Regions from separate parts of the Arachis hypogaea genome. Here region 2 is linked to region 1. Evidence: chromatin contacts called from public Hi-C data. All regions are on one chromosome and are shown on one strand. Each heading gives the region's core, a stretch centred on a gene start, on an enhancer-like site or on the middle of the called end of the contact. The rest is flanking DNA. Distances are from core to core; before and after follow the strand shown. Region 1 has its middle 14 kb from the start of LOC112706392. Region 2 holds the start of LOC112706394 (branched-chain-amino-acid aminotransferase 2, chloroplastic).

Region 1 (2,532 bases), core at 18-2,517:
TTATCTAAAAGAAGTATATGACCCTGTTTTTTTATTCATTATAAATAAATAATTTTATTAATAACTATAGTAGCTAGAATTTCGATTTAATTCTTAAAATATTTCGATATTACGATTTTAAATGAGTCAATCAATTTTACGAAATTTTTACTAGGTCTAACGATTTTACGAGTTAAATCTTGTTAAAATTTTACGTTTTATATACTTAATTTACTTTTTTTATTTCACGTAACCTTGTCGATAACACATTTAATTCCAAAAATAGACTATGACTAATAAGAATTTTTTTAGTGAATATTTAAATTATAGTATTTAAAAAGATTAAATTAAATATTTTGATTCCCAAAATTTTTTTATTTAAAAATATTCTAAAATTTATTAGCATTAGTAGTCATACAAATTAATTATTCTATCATCGCTTTTAATAAAATTTTTAGTATGTATGTTTTTTTTTCTCAAAGTTAGGAGTGAGACTCGAATCCACGATCTCTAGATGAGTATAAAAAGATTATATTACTTGAGTTATAACACATTGGTTAGTATGTATGTTAAATAAGTAAATTTTTAATAAATTTACATATAAGATTATTCCATCTCAAAATTTTTAAAATAATATATTTTTAAAAAATTAAAATATTCAATTTCAATTTTTTAATGATCAATTTTTATATTTTTTATTTAACTATAAAAGAATTAACTTTATTATAGTACAATGACAAATGAGATAGTCTAATCTGATTCCGATTGAATTCTAGGAATGATAGGTTCTGTTTGGTTAGTGTATTTAAAATACATAAACACAGACACAAAAATATGTTTGACAGATAAGACATGGATATATATATTATATATAAAAATATTAAATTAGTGTATTTTATACTTTTCTCATAGAAATACTGACGAAAGACACGAATAAATCCAAACAACATTATAATAAAAATGAATATATATAACAAAAGATGATTGCTAATAACAATAATAAATGTGACGATGCAAAAAAAGAAAAAAATAATAAAAAATATAAAATTTTATATTTTACAAATTATATTTCAATTTTAATTAAAAAAGATACTAAAAATATATTTTATGTATATTTGTGTATCACTATATACATAGAAAATTTATGTCTAAATAAACAGTCCATAAACATATACCATGGTGTCCATGTATTTTGTGGACATAAAGACCAACCAAACGCACGCAAGTGACGGTGGAAATGCACTTACTTACACGCACATCAATGAATGAAGAAAGACACATGGAACACCCGTCCTCTCTTCACTCTTGATAGTGACATTTCCCGTTGTTAGCTTTTTCCTTTCTTTCACAACAACTACAAAAACTAACAAATTAATGCACTTCCAGCTTCTTCTAAATGCACCCACTTGTCTAAAATTGTTTGGTGCCACCAAATTACTATTAACGAATAGAAAAGTATAGGATCAGCAATTTTATTAAATTCTGGCTAGCATGTAACCAGCAAAGAAGAGTGAGCCGTTGGATGAAATCTCAAACGAATCTCACACCATTAAAATCGTCATTAATGACTACTTGATGGCTACAAATCACAAAAATTGATGTCTCTCTAACACTCCTCTTAACAAATCCTCCGTTAAACTCATAAAATAAAACGGCTAATTTTTTTTGTATGAAAAAAATATTAGAATTTTTGTTAAAAATGAAAATATTTGATGTAATTACAGATGGGTGAATTTTTTTTGTGGAAAATCAACACGTGGGGGCGTGACACGTGAGACGCGTGGTGAATACGTGGCAGCATTCTAGCCAACACGTGGGGACGTGTTGAACACGTGGCAGTATCTTAGCCAACACGTGAAAAACGTGGTGCAACACATAGGGGCATGTTGAATAATTTTCACAACACTATAATATACTTTAAATATCAATATTCAATTAAAACACCACTTCTCTTTTTATATTAAAAATAATTTTTGAAATAAAACCGGTATAATTTAGCATCACTTTTCGCTCCTATTCACTTGACGATCCACATACCTACCATCAACTTCCAAACGAAACTGACACAGACACACGTGAACGGCTGAGACCAAATTTAAATGTGCTATTCAACGGCATCGTAGTTGTTGGGTTGTGAATGGTATATGCCACATCGCTACTCTACTGTTCCCACTCCATTTTAGTTTATTACGGAAACCATCCAACTATTGAACTATACAAATATAAACTAGAACCAATAAACCATGTCTACATCTCTAACCATAAAGAAACACTATTTAGGAATGTGATATATAAATGTACACGAGATTGAATTTAGGCAAAATTTTTTATTTGTAGTGAAACGATCTATGAAGCACGGATATTTTGTTAAATTATCGTGTTCGTGTGTTAGACATTTTTCAGACACGACACTCACCGATACTCATTTGACACGCGTGTTTGCGGTATCCATCTATGTCTTAATGAAAAATAAAAAATTATTCTCTAGACACGTTTAGACATATCTAAATACCATCACATGTCAGCGTGTCCAATCTTATTCTTAATATATAT
Region 2 (2,532 bases), core at 15-2,514, 37 kb before region 1:
AGGGCTATTTTTTTTTAAAAAAAAGAGAAAAATTCAATTATTGCACAATAGAATTTTTAAATAGAAATAAGATATATCATCTATAATAGTGTGACAATTATTAGTTACATACTTACATAGTTACATTATTTATATATTTTAAATATTATTTTAATAATATAACAAAAATATATTTAAAAAATATATATTTAAATAACTTATCTTATCTGATAAATAGATCACAATATAAAGAACTTTCAAAAAGAAAATAATAATATTTTAGATAAAAAATAATTGTACGTGAACCTCTACCTACATAAAAATATATTATCGTAGAAACTGACACCATCACAATGAGTCACGAATCAGAGTGAGAAACCGAGGAAAGAAGAAGCAAAGACGAGCTTGCATGTCGAATCACGGAAAAGCAAACAATAGAGAGAGAGAAAGAGATTGATGAATTGTTATCAATGAACTATAATAAAGATGAAAATTTGAGGTGAGGTTAGTAGTTAAAAATTATTAAATAATTTGATTAATTTAACTAAAAAAATTTTATGGTAAAAATGTAGGTGTAGTCGAGTAAAGTTGATAATCGAGAGTTATTAAATAATTTGATTGATTTGACTAAATTTTTATTAAACGATTTTTAATTATTAATCGATTGTATTTAAATTTCCACCAATTTTTATTTAATAATTCTCAATTATTAACTTACACGTGAAATTATCTGTATCAGAGTTTTCACCCTACAGTATAACATTAACGTTACACATGCAGCAGCATCACAATTGAATGACTAATAGATCACAAACGAAAAAACAGCGGGGAAAAAAGAATAAAGAAATTAATAGAAGGATGATAGAAAGATAACCTTGGAGGAAGAATTAGAATAAGGAGAAATAACGGGTGGAATAAGCAGCGATTTCCTGATGAAACTGGGGAAGCATAGAGCTCTTCGAATCATGGTGGTAGGTAGTTTAGATTAATATGGTAGGAAGGGTAATTAGCAGAAGGATGAAGCTCAGGATCTGTGAAGTGAAAAAAGATAAGCTCTGATCAATGCCTTCGCATATGGCAATTGTAACACGGAACCATGCGTTCCAATATTTATACAACGCGACCCAACTTTGGTGGTGGATTTTTGTTCGCTCTTTTGGAACAACGCACGCATATGGAAAGTGTGTGTAGTTTAATTTAAATTTAAATATTTAATATATATATATATATATATATTGGAGAAATTATGGGAAAATGGATAGGAAGGAGTTGGCAGTAGTAGTACACGTCCAAAATGCCCCCATGACCAATATGCCTATAATATATCCACGTCAGTCCATATCCGCTTTGCTCGTAGTTACCTGGTGAATGCGAATTGGCGTGATCATTTTTGTTATTATTGGAAGCTTTAGAGGACAGTTTTAAATTTAATTTTATTGGTTATAAATGTTGAAATAAGTTAATTTCAATAATCTAAATTATTTATATTAAATAATTAAAAATATATCATAATGCAGAAGTGTATTTTTATTTATAAAAGTTAGAAATTGATAAAAGAATTTTGATTTTTTAGTTTTTTCGATTTTTTTCAACTAAAGCCTTCTGAATCTTAGGCGATTAAATTGTGATTTTTTTGATGGGAAAGAACGACAAATATGATTTTGATATATTGAAAACCGAAAACCTATAGCATAACACCAAATCCTAAAACTCAAATAAAATAGTATCTAAAGTATCAAAGATAATATATCTAAAATTTAAAAGATAATATTTAATTTTATTCTCATTTAATTTCAAAATCAAAAGTAATAATGACTTATTCAATTTAATATTTAAAACAATAAATAAAATCACTATTATATAAATTATTTAATTTAAAATAACATAATTTATAATTATAATTAATATATATATATTACTCACAAACAAATTAAAAAATTAAAATTATTTTCTAACAATAGATTTAAAACCTTTTTGGTGTAAATTTAATTTGTACTTCAACTTCAAACTCTTATTATGTAAATTCTTTAAATACTTATATTTGACATTATCTTGTAACTAATAACACACGTCAAAATTTTCATCTTCTCTATTTTTCTATATAATATAATCGAGCCTCTAGTCTAATAAGCAATACTTAATCCCTTTTTCCATAACCATTACAACTGGCTTATCTTCCTTTTTTTTCACTTATCATGGATTTCAATCCTTCCTCGTCACTATCCATCAAATTTTGGTCTACTTTTATATAAAAATATATATAACACGTGTTTAAGAAGACGTTTCTTGTAATTCCAAAAAGAATGGTCAGCTTGGTCAAAGTCAAGTATATGATATTATTAGAAAAAAATTATATCAACTTTAACAGTATCATCGATACTTTATTTTAGTCTTATTTTATTTTAAATTTTATAAGATATTACATAAATATTTATAAAATTATATATTATAAAAAATAATTTTACACTTAAGATAAAAATTATAAATCTAATATTTAATCTTATTTTAATTTATTAATAATATTATAATATTTATTTAATAAATTTAATAAAT

What was found. Hi-C and Micro-C count contacts between places; a contact is called where the count stands out from the background.
Region 2: a contact with region 1 is called in a Hi-C map of an unstated tissue, with 4 times the contacts expected there. The contact joins the promoter of LOC112706394 here to the enhancer-like site in region 1. A contact is called at or near these places in 2 of 8 Hi-C or Micro-C datasets (leaf and an unstated tissue).

The regions. Positions count from the first base shown.
Region 1 is chr8:17,343,301-17,345,832 of arahy.Tifrunner.gnm2.J5K5, reverse strand. No RefSeq gene overlaps it. Among protein-coding and RNA genes, the nearest start is that of LOC112706392, 14 kb to the right of the region's middle. Within about 2 kb of position 1,267, at least 3 of the 3 cell types and tissues checked have open chromatin away from gene starts, as enhancers often do.
Region 2 is chr8:17,380,724-17,383,255 of arahy.Tifrunner.gnm2.J5K5, reverse strand. It overlaps LOC112706394 (branched-chain-amino-acid aminotransferase 2, chloroplastic), which reads right to left and starts at 1,264. Exons shown (of 9, transcript XM_025757689.3): 1 at 854-1,264. The coding sequence starts at 946.